Regions from separate parts of the Mus musculus genome. Here region 1 is linked to region 2. Evidence: chromatin contacts called from public promoter capture Hi-C data. All regions are on one chromosome and are shown on one strand. Each heading gives the region's core, a stretch centred on a gene start, on an enhancer-like site or on the middle of the called end of the contact. The rest is flanking DNA. Distances are from core to core; before and after follow the strand shown.

What was found. Promoter capture Hi-C pulls out the DNA fragments that hold promoters and counts their contacts.
Region 1: a contact with region 2 is called in a promoter capture Hi-C map of liver, with 4 times the contacts expected there. The contact joins the promoter of Atl1 here to the promoter of Tmx1 in region 2. A contact is called at or near these places in 8 of 39 promoter capture datasets (the 3T3-L1 cell line, 3T3-L1-derived adipocytes, hematopoietic stem and progenitor cells and 3 more), 2 of 115 datasets of contacts at active chromatin or transcription factors (effector CD8 T cells and stem cell-derived neural progenitor cells) and 1 of 9 other capture datasets (embryonic stem cells).

Annotation. Positions count from the first base shown.
Region 1 is chr12:69,888,821-69,895,554 of GRCm38.p6, forward strand. Atl1 (atlastin GTPase 1) reads left to right here and starts at 4,285. Exons shown (of 15, transcript NM_178628.5): 1 at 4,285-4,524. Map4k5 (mitogen-activated protein kinase kinase kinase kinase 5) reads right to left here and starts at 4,343. Exons shown (of 32, transcript NM_201519.2): 1 at 3,833-4,343. The coding sequence starts at 3,940.
Region 2 is chr12:70,447,535-70,455,231 of GRCm38.p6, forward strand. Tmx1 (thioredoxin-related transmembrane protein 1) reads left to right here and starts at 5,620. Exons shown (of 8, transcript NM_028339.1): 1 at 5,620-5,786. The coding sequence starts at 5,635.

The DNA of each region.
Region 1 (6,734 bases), core at 3,035-5,534, 560 kb before region 2:
TGGCTGGCGTCTGAAACAATGTAAGTCATTTCAGAAACAGATTCCTTTAAAAACATCTAGGAAAAGGCCTGAAAAAAACTATATTAGTAGCAGTATTTATTACATCTGGGCAATTTACTACCACTAATATCATTAAGCAAATATTTCTTAGGCATTGGTCTGCTTGCTGTAATATAGTTGAAGGTTGTTGTCCTAGAACTAAACATGTCACTCATGGATAATCAAAGAGCTGAAAAGAGTCTAAAAGAAGTACATGGGTCCCCTACTCTAGATTTATATCTTATGAAAAGTGAAGCGATCTTAGAGCTTCTGTGGCCACCAGCCTGGAAGCAGTTTTGGTACAAAATGGCAGAGGCAGGTGCTCACCCTGCGGCTTGTGAACCTTCATACTGACTGGAAGCAACTCTGTGGACAGGCGGTGGGGGGGGGGGGGCATTACCCAGCTCTCCCCCTCCTTTTAGCAAGTGTCACAATCAGGATCCGCCTAGCTGGGGCTTAATTCTTCCTCCATCCACCACACTCTTTTCTTTTATGTCTGTCTCCCCTCCATCTCCCCTCCACCACCTCCTGCTCTGCTCTCAATTATAGGGTGCATCTTTACATTCCTCTCCTTATTTAAGATGGAGTCTGCACCTCTTGGGAAACAAGGAGATCCCTAGGGGACCTATGTGTTTACAGAGTGTAAAAATTACAAAGAATCTCAAGGCGAGGGTCTTTTTAAAGTTACTACTTCATAATATAGCTCAGGCATAAAAACAAACTGGGATGGGTAAGAGATAAAGAGATGACATTATTTCTCACTAATTAGTTTACTAGTTTGCATCACAGATGGAAAACACTTCTAAAATGCCCCAGGATTTACAGTTTCTTAAAAATACAGTTTCTTAAAAATACAATCAATCTGCTTTAAAAGAAAAAAAATCCAAAGTCTCATGTTCTAGACATATTAAGGAGTAAGTATAAATTCACAAAATTCCACAGGACTTAGATCACTGATAATAAATATGCTATAAAACAGCTTTTCAGAAATGTTTTCCCAGAGAACTCAAGTTATTGAAATTTGTAATAAAAAGAGACATGTGGCTATTGTTAAAGCAAAACAAAACAGTGCAGGAATACACAAGGAATTAAATACAAGCACTGTTGTGATGTCAAAATTAAGTGCTCAGACAACTAGGTGACAGGACCACCTAGAGCCCTTTGTCACTCTGTCAACCTCTTAGGAATACTCCATGTCCTGCCTAATTCTAGGTTAAGATGCAGCAAAACCGGGTGGGATGGCGGAAAGCCCGTCTCTGTGGAGTATTGATAGTTTTGGTTGAAACAGACACCTAAAAAAGCAAGTAATAAACACTGAGCTAGACACAGCAAGCAGCAAGTACAAAGACGGTCAGGTTCGTCTAAAGGGAAGGAGGAAGCAAGACGCTCACTGTCTGGGAGAAGATACTGAACAGAGGAAGTAGCAAGAACAAAGACTCCAAAGGAGGAGATGCTTATTGTTGTTTAAGGAAAGCCTGCAGGCCAGTGTGGTAAGAGCAAAAGGGAGAGGGAGAGTGGTGGGTGAGATTAGGGGTCAGGGTGAGGGGCTGGGGCTTACTAGAACCAAGAACTGTTTTCCTAGACAGCAATGGTGGCAACAGGTGGAGGATGGGGGAGGGAGGTGATCCTCAGGAATTAGAACACACCAAACAGAAGGGCACACGAGTGTCTAAAGGCTGCGTGGGACTCAGAGGCTGGCCTAGCCCTCAAGTACACGTGATAACGTGAGCTTGATTGAGAAAGGTGGGAGGCCCAGGTGGGGTGGGAAGCTTTCAGCCTCTGATGTCTGTTGAGCTGTGGAAGTGAGCAGCAGGACCAGGAAGCAGCTGGGTAAGAAGAAGCAGGCAAGCAGGCAGGCAGGCAGGCAGGCAGGCAGGCAGACAGCTGTCCTTTTAATGTAAACATTGCTTTCCTAAGGAAGGATGCAGTCCTTCCAGAGAGCTGCTCTGAAAAGAAAACCGTGGAGGTCTTAGCAAGATCCTTGTGTGGGGGAAATACTCCCTTTAAATTTTCTGTACCAGGGGAAAAAGGGGGTAGGGTGGGGCAAAAGCTAGAATTTAGAGTATTGTATAATTACTATGAACGGAACTGAACTGGTCTAACTTTCAGTGAATCATAAGACAAAGATGATTTAAAATGGGACCAAGAAAGCAAACAGGAGTTTCTGTTTTTTAAAGAGCAAGCATTTCCTAAAATGGGTAATGAGCAAATAGAGACGTTTGTGCTAGCTACCATTAACTTTCCATAAGGAAGGGGATTCCATTCTAACTGTGCACTTTGCATCAAAGGTAACCGAGGCCAGAGTCAGGACCTTGCTCACTGCTGCTGCACTGCTCGGTTGCTAGAACAGTGTCTGCTTGGGCCCAAATGCCTCGTTTTCAGGGGTAAAAAGCCTACCCAGAGTTCTTACCTCAGAATCCATCACCCCAAGGTACTACTCTCAGCAAAAAATTACTCAAAAACAAGCAGAGAAAAGAGATGTTTTCCTTGCATTATACCTGTGCAAGTCAACATACCTCAGTGGGGTCAAGCAATTACTCATGAAACACAGCCATCAGGGCTCTATGCAGATTGCTGTTTGGAACATACTGATACATACATAGGTCAAAATATCAAGCTGTTGCAAAAGGAAAATAAGCTTTTATTTGGGGGGGGGGGTGTTAGAGACAGGGTTTCTCTGTGCAGCTCTGGCTGTCCTGGCACTCACTCTGTAGACCAGGCTGGCCTTGAACTCAGAAATCCACCAGCCTCTGCCTCCTGAGTGCTGGGATTAAAGGCGTGCACCACCAACACCCAGGTCAAAAATAAGCTTTTTCTTAATCCCCATAAGGAACTGCACTAACTCTGCCCCTTTGGGACAAAGAACAAAAGCCATGAGGGAATATTGGACAGTGTTTTCCTCTGAACCCTTCAAAAACTTAGCAGACTTAAGAAATCGGTTTGCTTTGCTATGGCATGTTTTTTGTTGTTGTGTAACGGCAGATTACAAATTTATTATTATTTGTCTTAATATAAGAGACCAGTAAAAAGGGTAGCAGTAATTATCCACTCATGATTATGGAATGCTATAAATCCCATAGAGAGGAATTAGTTTAGTAGGAAAACCCCATAAGTTATATTCATTATTATCAACCAGATACAAAATGCCTAAACTTCTGCCAGGTGACAAAGGTCTTCCTCTAAATATGTTTAAATTTCATTACACTTTGTTTATTTCCTGGGAGTGTGTGAGTGTGTATGTGTGGGGGATCCGTGCTTCCACCAAGAGAATCCGGGGACCGTTCTGGGGTCCTAAGTAAGGTTTGGCTCTAAGGGCCTTTAACACCCTGAGCCACCTCACCGGTCCCCAAAGACATCTTCCTACAGGCTGTCATGTTTACACACAAATCCTTTTACTCCAGAACCAGATTACTTACAGTTGACAATTTAGAGTCCGGTTCCACAGAGATTTTTTTCAAGGCAAGTTCACCCAAACCAGTACAGGACGCAAAGGTCTAGATTTACAATACTCTTTCCTATCTACCGCCTTCCGCGAAGCATTTTCCCCCCACATCAACACCAAACCATCCTCCGGAATAACTTCAATACCATAAATACGCCTTAAAACCACAAAAAAAGCTCAGCCGTGGTCTGGAAGGTGCGGTTAAGTCTGCCGGTCGCTAGCCTTAGAACCGATGGGGAACCCAGGGTGCTCGGAACGGTGCGGCGGGCTCCGGGCCGCTTCCTGGCCGGACGCTGTGGTCCGGCGCATCCCGGGGGTGCCCCACGTTCGCAGGCCGGGCCGGGGCCTCACCTTGTACACGTCCCCGTAGGTGCCGCTGCCGACCCTCTGCACCAGCTCGTAGTCGTGCTGCGGGTTCCGTCTCAGGATGTCGGCGGCAGGCCTCAGCGGGGCCTCCATCTTCGCTGCGCCCAGTCCGGGGCTCTGCCCGCCGCAGCCGTCTCCCGCTAACGAGGGCGCGCGGCGCTTCCCAACATGGAGCCTCGGCTCGCAGCTGCGCCTGCACCGGCGAGAGCGAGCGCGGGGGGCGTCACGGGGCGCAACCCCGGCAGCCTCCGGGCCTCGTCGGTCCCGCCAGGCCCCGCGCCGGCCGTACCCGAGAGGCCGTCCGTTCTTGGCCGAGCGCCGGCGTCGGAGACCCGCGTCTTCTCCGAGACGGCCGTGCGCACAGTCGCCGCCGCACCACGTTCCCCACCCGCGGCTGCGTCACCGGGAGACACGTTCGCGGCCGGCGCGGATCGAGCCTGGCCCGCCCGAGAACGCAGGCCGCGGGCCCAGACTGCCGCCCTGAGGCCCGCCGAGTGCACAACACCCTGGACGCCGCCGCGCCCCGCCTCCCAGCTGCTTGCGGGGCGCCGGAGGCGTTCGTGCGGCGTCTGACCCGCCCAGCCTCGGCCAGGATTCGCCCAGTGGCCGGCGGACTAGAGGAGGAGGGTCTGTCCGCAGGCCTCCGGAGCGCTGCCTTCTGCTTCCTTTCGGTACAGGTAAACTGAGGCCGCCCGGGCAGGAGGTGGGGGAGTGCCGGGTTAACTAAATGCCGGCACACCCGACTGCACCGTCCTGTTCCACACACTGTTCCCGGTGGTACCAGTTCCGAGGCTGGACCGCACACCTGCAGAACCTGTCTTCCACCAGGGTTTCCCAGAGCCATTTTTGAAAACCCCAATTCCTTTCGAAGTTTCTGTGGTCTCTGGGCATCACCGCAATATTGCAAGTGTTAATGGGAGGAGTTTTAGAGATGCTAAAGCAAAGCTAGGGACCTTTGTCTGATTCTGCTTCCAAAGTAGGTGATCTGGGACAAGGCATACGTGGCAACATCCCAGTGTCCTTATCTGTAGCTGGAAGAGGATAGGTTTTGCATTTGACACCCGAGAAATGTTTGTAAACCATTTTTACAGCATTGTAAAGAGGAGTGTAAAATGTAAGAGGCTTTAAAATGTAAGAGGCCTAACTAACAATGCCCAAAATATTGGGCAGGAGTTATGAGAAGTGATTTGGTTAATGTTTCAATCTCTTTTGTAATTTGAGTTCCAGTCTTGTTCTTAAGGTAGAAATGAAGTTGCCAATTTTATGTATACTGGTAAAGTTACTTCTAGAGTCTTACAGAGATTTTCAGTTGGAAAACCAGATAAGGACTGGAAAGATGGCCCAATTGTTAGCAGCACCGGCTGCAGCTCAGAGGTTGATTCCCAGCACCTGCGTGGCGGCCCACTCCTCATTAACTCCAACTTGGGATCCAGAGTGGGCTGGGAGGGAGGGCCAACGCCCTCTTCTGGCCTGTGTAGGCACCACATATGCATATGGTGCACAGCTGTACATGCAGGCAAAACACAAAATTAAATAAAAATGTAAGAAAATTGAAAAAACTAGAAAAAAAAACGACAACAGAACAAATTTCAGATGACACGTGACTCCAGACACACTCTAATTCTGTTTTGAGAAATAACTTCTTATAGCTAATAAATGAAGAAATTAAATTAACACCTTAACGGAACAGAGACTGTATGCATTTTCTCGTGATCCACACACAAAGAGCACTTATTTAGGGAACATAAGTAAGCCCAGACTTACATGCCCCAGGGACAAAGCCTGTGTGTGTGCTGCACTGAAAAAAAAAATGGTTGAAGAACAGTTCCTTCTTTGAAATCTTCTTGGCACTTGTTTTGGTGGGCACATATTTTTGGCTTCGATGACTCAAAATCTCTTCAAGTGTTCTATTGGTATCTTAGTACTTGTTTACTGTCATGGATTTATGGTGGTCATGTAGTCAAACCCACCCTTACCCACTGTGTGACTAGGCCGTTGTGGGATATTCATGGGTTGAAGGCCTTCCACCACACTGGCCGCAGGATAGTCAACCTGGAGGGCCAGTGTTGTGTGAGGGGAGAGCAGTCTTCCAAGTTTAGAGTCAAAATGGGGATGTTGATCCTTTGTCTAGTGTGAGATGTATTTGCTCTTATTTATACCTGCATTATCCCGTAGAGAGTTTGAGGCAGCTCACACAAAATACTTATTTTTACACAAGATAAAAATAAATGAGAGGAAACTGCATCAGATTTGAAAGGGGGGAAGCAGGAAACCAGAACAATGCAACCAAAAGAGAGAGAGAGAGAGAGAGAGAGAGAGAGAGCAAGAGAGAGAGAGCACAAAGAAGACTTGAGGGTGGGTTTTCTTTGTATGCTTTTGAGAGGAAGATGAACAAATTGATCAAGAGAGGCGTATCTTTTCCTGATGCTAAGACCTCAGAGACATTTCCCTTGTGAGCCTTCACAGAGTGGAAACCTGAGTAGCCAGCTTGAGACAGAGATAAATATCCTCTGACAAGCCTCCAAGTGTATTGTTGTAGGAACATACTGTTTAAAATGAATTAGGTAATAAAAAGTTGGAGGTCACAAGTGAAGATAATTTATGTTGCCAGTAATGGCAGATCCATATGCTCTGACCATCAGCCAAAGAATGGATAGCCTGGAGAGACAGGCGTCTGTGCTGCTGGGAATCAGTGTCTGCTACAGTCATCATTTTCCTAGTACCACAGATGAAGCAAACAGGAAGACATTTGCTTTACACTAACTTCAAAGGAATTTTTAGATTTTTTTTTTCAGAACTAGCTGAGTTAATTTTAACAAGGTCAGTGATGTAAAGAAGTTCAAATTCAATTTACTTATAAGCTGTGAGTAGGCTTAATTTGAATCTT
Region 2 (7,697 bases), core at 4,370-6,869:
ATTCATTAAATAATTTTTTGTAACTAAACACAGCCTTGAGTTCTAGGAAGACTATTTTGGCTTTAGTTGGAGAATGAAAGTAGATTTGGGAGCAGAAGGCTTGGGGTGGATTCTGTACAAGCATGAAGGCACTGGGGCTAGCTAAAAGGTTTCCCATGTTGTAATAACATAGCTCTAGACAGCACTGCAGGTGGCTCTGCAGCCCCACTCCTCAGCAAACCAAGTGTAACTGGTTAGTTCTGAGCATGCCCTAACAAAGTTCCAACACTGCCCAAGTGCTTTCCAAACAAAACACAATTTTCTCCTAGTCCTAAAGGCTGGAAGTCTAAGGTCTGGTTAGGGTTCTCATTGCTCTGATCAAACACCACGACCAAAGCAACTCAGGGCGGGGAGGGTTTTATTTGGCTCAGGTGTTGATTTCAGTGCTTATCGGGTAAGGAAGTCAGGACAGGAACTCAACAGGAAAGGAACCTGGAGTCAGGAGCTGATGCAGAAGCCATGGAGGAGTGCTGCTTACTGGCTTGCTTCATATCGCTTGCTTGCTCAGCCTGCTTTCTTTTAGAATCCAGAACCACTAGCCCAGGGGTTGGTACCACACACTGTGGGCTGGGCCCTCCCACATCAATCACTAAGGAAATTCCATCTGGGCTTCTCTACAGCCTGATCTTCAGGAGGCATTTCCTCAATTGAGGCTCCCTTCTCTCAGATAACTATAAAGATAGCCAGCATAGTAGTTCTTTTTATTTATTTTAATTTTTTTGAGAAATCTCCAAACTCTATTTCACAATAGCTGTATTAATTTGCACCATCATCAGTGTGAATAAGGGTTCCACTCACTGCACACTTCTCCAATATTTGTTATCAGGTTTATTGATGCATGCCATTCTGACTGGGGTGGTGTGGTATCTCAAAGTAGTTTTAGTTTGTATTTCCCTGATGGCTAGAAATATAGAACATTTAAACAAACAGACAAAAAAAAATGTACTGGCAATTTGTATGGTTTTTTTTAAGTTGTTTATTCAATTCACTTGCCTTTTTATTGATTGGCAATTTTATTTCCTTGATATTTAATTTCTGCAGTTCTTGGTAAATTCTGGATGCCAACTCAGCCCTTTGTCTGAGGTGTAGCTGGTACAGATGATGTCCCGGGCCGTGGGCCGCCTGTGCTCTGCTGACCGTTTCCTTTGCTGAGCAGAAACTTGACTTTCCTGTAGACCATGTGCTGATGCTTGGGGCTAGTTCCTGTGCGGTTGGTCCTCCATTTAAAAGGTTCTCTATTCCCCGGTATCTTGAAGGGTATGCTCTGTGCTTTCTTCTAGAAGTTTCAGTGTTTCAGTCTTTAAATTAAGGTATTTGATCCATTTTTAAATTGATTTTTATATAAGGTAAAAAGTATGATTCTAGTTTAATTCTTCTGCGGGTAGATATCAAATTTTGACAGAACCATCTGTTGAATAAGCTCTTTATTCATATCTAGTGCACGTTTTTGATTCCTTGCACATAATTAAGTGAGCACAGCTTTGTTGTTTGAGTTCCAGGACCTCTGTTCTACCCCATTGGTCTACCTGTCTGATCTTAGGCCAGTATCACCTGGGTTGCTTTGGCTGTTTTGGATTTCCCTCATTGTCTCCGTGTATGTGTGTGTGTGTGTGTGTGTGTGTGTGTGTGTGTGTGCGCGCGCGCGCTTGAGCTTGTGTGGAAATTCTTATATTTTTTCCCCTAAACCTGTGAAATATGGTATCAAAATGGCATTTGAAATGTATTGCATTAAATCTGTAAATTGATATTGGTAGTATAGCCATTCTCACAAAATTAACTGTCAATCCAGGAGTATGAGATGTCTTTTCATAATCTAGTATCTTCTGTAATTTCATTTGTAAATATCTTGAAGATATTTTTGTAGAGATCCTTTATTTCTTTGGTTAGATATATTCCTAAATACTTAATTGGAGGGTTGATTATTTTAAATGGAATATTGCCCCTAATTTCTTTTTCTGGGAGTACAATGAAGGCTTTTTTTTTTTTAAAACACAGATTTTATATATGGCAACTCTACTGTATTTATTGGGTTCAAAAGTTTTCTAGCAGACTCAATAGGGTCTTTTAAACAAAGAATTGTGTTATCTGTAAATAGAGATGGTTTATCTTCTTCCTTTCCTATTTTTTATCCCTTTTATGCCTTTCTCTTGTCTAATTGCTATAACTAAGGCTTCAAGCACTTGTAGAGAAGAGAAGAGAGTGTGAACATCCTTGTCCTGTTCCTAGTTTTAGAGAAAATGCTCTCAATTTGTCTCCATTTGTTATAATGTTGGCTATAGGTTTGTTGTGTGAAGCATTTATTATTTTGAGGCTTGTTCCATCTATTCCTAAAATCTCCAGAACTTTTATAACATACCTGTGTTCTCACCTCCTTCTCTCCTAAGGATTCCCTTTGTCTTAGCACTTCTATTGGTGCTAAAGGTGAAACTCTGTGACCAAAAAGCATGCTGGGGAGAAAAGCATTTATTTGGCTCACACTTCCACATTGTAGTCCATCACTGAAAGAAGACAGGGCAGGAACTCAAACATGGCAGGGACCTGGAGGCATGAGCTGATGCAGAGGCCATGGAGGAGTGTGCCTCCTGGCTTGCTTAGTCTGCTTTCTTTTAGATACCAGGACAACCAGGCCAGAGATGGCACCACCCACAAAGAACTGGGCCCTCTCCTGATCAATCAATCATTACAAAAATGCCTACAGTCTGATTGTTCATAGGCATTTTCTTAATTAAGGCTTAACTTTCTTAACTTAATTTTCTTAACTTTTTCTCAGGTGACTTCAGCTTGTGTCAAGTTGACATAACTATCCAGCATACCTTTTGTTTTTTTTTGTTGTTGTTAGAAAACTGAGGCCCCTGGATGACCTCATTTAAACTACCTCTTTAAAAACCCCATCTTTAGTTTGCTGCCCCAGCATAGGGGAATGCTAGGGTGGTGAGGCAGGAGTAGCTGGGTGGGCGAGGGAGCACCCCTATAGAAACAAGGGGGAGGGGGAGGGGATAGAGAGTTTGTGGAGGGGAAACCAGGAAGGGGAGGATAACATTTGAAATGTAAATAAATAAAATAACCAAAGAAAAATTAAACAAAACAAAACAAAACAAAAAGATGTCACTGAGCTTTGTAGGGTTCCAAATGAGGAAGAAACAAGGGACAATTCATTTGACTGAGGTACTTTCTGCTATGCAATATTTTAAATAAAATAAAATGAATATAAGTTACTGGAATTAAAAAAAAAATCCTATCTTGGGCTGGTGAGATGGCTCAGCGGGTAAGAGCACTAACTACTCTTGCAAAGATCCTGAGTTCAAATCCCAGCAACAACATGGTAGCTCACAACCACCTGTAATGAGATCTGGCACCCTCTTCTAGTTCCTCTGAAGATAGCTACAATGTACTTATGTATAATAATAAATAAATCTTTGGGCCAGAGCCAGCAGGAACTGAGTGAGCGGGATTGACCTGAGCGAGCAGAGGTCCTAAATACAATTACTAACAACCACATGAAAGCTCAAAACTATCTGTACAGCTACAGTGTACTCATATACATAAAAACAAATAAATAAATAAATAAATAAATCTTAAAAAAAACAAAAAACCCTAGCCAGGCGTGATGGTGCACGCCTTTAACCTCAGCACTCGGGAGGCAGAGGCAGGTGGATTTCTGAGTTCGAGGCCAGCCTGGTCTACAGAGTGAGTTCCAGGACAGCCAGGGCTATACAGAGAAATCCTGTCTCGAACCCCCCCCCCCAAAAAAAAACCCAACCAACCAACCAACCAAAAAAACCCTCTATCTTTAAATGCACTCTCATTCTGAATTACTGAGCATCAGGACTTCAGCTCATGAATTCCCAGGGACACAACTCATCTTGATAATATTGCTGAAGACTACACAACCAAAAACTCACTAAAAGTTTCTGGAAATTGCAAACAATAAATGATGCTTTTGTTGTTGTTATTGTTGTTCCTTCAAGAAAATCTACTAACATTCAGTAGGAGCAGTGACTCTCTGGCATCTGATCCATCTCAAACTCCTATTTCTCTAATCATTTTCTTAGCCCAGGCCATTCTGGTGACAACTCTACTGTAGATGGGTGTGACCATGAACACGGGGCTCCATCTCCTCTCCGTTCCCAACCTAGAGACAGAGCATCTCATCAGGAAGGGAAGGTCACTGGCATCTTAATCCCTTCCAAGTGCAGGTCACAAGGACATGACATGCACAGTGAAAGCGCTGGGTACAGCAGACTGAGAAATCTCCAGACACCCCCTCAACCTTTTTGTTCAAGTGATAAAGACTATACACCACTAGAAGTCCAGAAAAGTAGATCCTGCTGGTCTACACTGCACCTAGAATAATGACTGAGGCTGCTTGTGCCCAGGAGAGTCAGTTCTGAACTCTCCCCAAAGAAATGACTTTATTAAATAAGAGTATGGAGAAACGGTCAGGCCTAAAGTCACTCCAAAAAAATAAAAAAAGTTTTCCTTAAGTAAGAACAAGATGCCAGTGCATAAGCCACTTAGTTCACCAGAGAGACCTAAGAAAAGAGACAGTGAAGAATCATCCTGGGCTTAAAATAAATTTCAACCACTGACCTCAAAACCATCTGCCAAAATGTATTAGGCTGTGGAACAATGTATGCTCTGAGAATTAAAACAAAACAAAAACAAGTTATCGGTGAGCACTTCATGTAATATTACAGCTGGAAATAAGTGAGGCAAACACATCCCAAAAAGTGATATGGAATGAGCCCTGCTAAAACCACTATCGCCCAGATGACCCACCCAGGGCTGTAATCTCTGAGAAACAGACTTCACTAGAATTGCCTTGCCAACTCACTAAACAATCAAACAACAAGAGGAACAGAAGATGGAGAGCCACAAGGGGAATCAACATCTAGAATTACAGACCCTAAAACCCTAGTTTCCAAGAAGAGATTTTTGAGTTGTGCAAAGACAGGAAAATATAACCCATATACAGGAAAGCAAAGAACAGGCAATAAAAACTACCTCGGAGAGCCAGGGGGTGACAAAGCCTCATTACGAATGTGTTAGAGGAAATTCGGGGACTCATGCTTAAAGAGTTAAAATAAGTCAGTCAACAGGGACAACACAAGATTCAATTAGTAAAGTAGCCAGGACAAAAAGTAGATGCCTGTTTGCCTAGGGCCAGGGTAAAGGGGCTGGTGACCTCCTCCTACATTCGTCTAACTGGTGATATTTTGAAAGGGGAAAGTTCCTGAGAAAACTGTCATAGTGACCTTACTAGGCACTGGTGGGCACGACAGGGTCACTCATCTCTAGAGCATCACCCTGATCCCTCCGCCTACCGCCCCTTCTAGGGCTTTTCGAGGGACCACAGCCGGCAAGCGCCTCTTCAGTCGTGAGCTCCGAGATAGACGCATTTCCCGCTTTCCCTCTCCATCTCCCGCAGGAGGAACAGGGCCCGGACATGCGCACTGAGTTGCTGGCGGGGAGTGGGTGGGGCTCGCGCGCCTGGCTGGCTCCTTGTGCGCATGAGCGGAGCGGCCGCCAGAGCGGAAGTGGAGCTGCGGCGGGGAGGTGGAGCGGGAACGCGCTGAGGCTGGGTGAGCGGCTGACATGGCGCACTTGGGGCGTCTTATGGTTCCCCTGGCAGCTCTGGTCCTGCTGCTCTGGGCGGTCCCTGGGGCCCACGGACGGCGGAATAACGTGCGCGTCCTCACCGATGAGAACTGGACGTCGTTGCTGGAAGGAGAGTGGATGATAGAATTGTGAGTGCGGGGCGCTTGTCTGGGTGGCGGTGGCCTCCGCCGCCCCGTCCCTCAAGCTGGACACCTGACCAGCCCATCTTCCTCGGCCAGGTCTTGAGGTCCCAGCCTTTGCCGCCCCCAGCTCCAGGGTCATTTCCTAACCGGGAATATTACTTTTCTATCTAAGCGTGCACTGAGCCTCGTCGTTGCTAAGCACTGTGGTGCGATTAAAGGATTACGAGCTACATCGAATTCTCTGGAACAGACTAGCGGATTTGAGGGTGGGATTGGGTTGCGATGGAGGTCTTGGCTGTTTCTATAGACTTTTAGTGATCTTTTGTAGACATCCAGACTTTAAGTCTCCAAATTTTTACAAAAGTTGATATTGAACAAAATCTTGCTTTTAACCTGTCATTCGGAAATTGCTATGTTTATTCGGAAATTGGTATTTGTAATGCCTGAATTTTGAGCTCTTTATTTATTTTTATTTTGTGAGTTAGTTTTTTTAAATTGTAAATGCCAAATAAATGGGAATATATTAAAATCTTTATTTTCTTTTTTTTTCTTCTTGCCTACATTCATTTCTTTTGATATGAACCTCATTTTTCCTTGACCGGTGCGTTTGCAATTTAGAGAATGGCTTGAATTGTGATTTACAGGCCTGCGAATGGTATTGCACATGCATTAGTATGATTATTGATAGGCCCTTTAAATACTCCAGTTCATCATTTACTATTCAAACAAAATCACTTATCTTGTGTGATAATTCTACTTCAACAGTGTCCGCCGTCCTGCTGCTGTAGGAAATAAACTACCTTTGGCCTTTGTCTTAGATGATAAATTAGTGGAATGGTTAATTGACAGTGTTCCTGATACGGCATTATTGATGTGGCGAAAGCACCACCATTGAATGGTCATTGTTTACTGACACTACCCAGTATCTTTACATATGTTTTGGGGTGGGTAATTATTCTACATAATTCCTTATAGTAGATAACCACTCCCATCCCCTGCTTTACCGATTGGCCTGTTCAGATGCTGTCATAGTAGCTTTGTTGGGCTTCAAGAGTAAATATATGCAAGCGTTGTTAGCAACCCTTAAGCAAGATTCTGGTGTTTGCCTATGTTGTGATTGTGTTTAGGGCTGTACACTAAGGAAGAGGTGGAAGTGAACATCCTCAAGAGAGAACCTGGGTGAGGTCCATGATACCTGAGTTGTGAAACAAGAAAAAGGAGATTGCAGTAGGGAAGACGTTTAGTGTACTGACAGTTGGCCGTTCACTGAAGTCAGTTTTCAGGAGAGGAACGCTAACCAGTGCTGTTAGTTTTCAGTCACTGTCATGAATAGGCAGGAGTGACATGATATGTAAAATATAGTCAAATATTACAGAAAGATACCTATAAGCTTTCTTTTGTCACACTGTAAATATCCACAAAGGGTATAAAGGGGACCTACAGTAGCATAATGCTGAGATAAAAACATCCATCTGAAATGACAGGGTCCCATGCTTCCCTTTATCTTTGGCTAAAATTTGGGAGTTTAAAGAAGCTCTTAAGGGCATGGAGGGGTGGTGCTGGAAGGGGTCATCTATCAGGATGTAAAGTAAATAAATAAATAAATAAGGGGAGGAAGCTCTTAAAAAGCATTAGGAAACAATACACTTGATAGTCATAATATTCCTTAGCTACAAATGAGTTCTCTGCAGATTCACTTCTGATGAGCTTTGTTATAGAGCTGCTTCTGTAGTTTTACTGTTAAAGAGTTTGGCTTTGGTATGGAACACTGGTTTTGCTTTCTCTACATGCCTGCTTTAGAAGCTTAATTTTTCTAAAACAGTTCAGAAGTGTTTGAATATGCGTAGGCTTCATTCTTCCCGGTTGCAAATTACAACGGGCAATGAAATGGAAAACAAAATTCTAAGGAAAAACTTG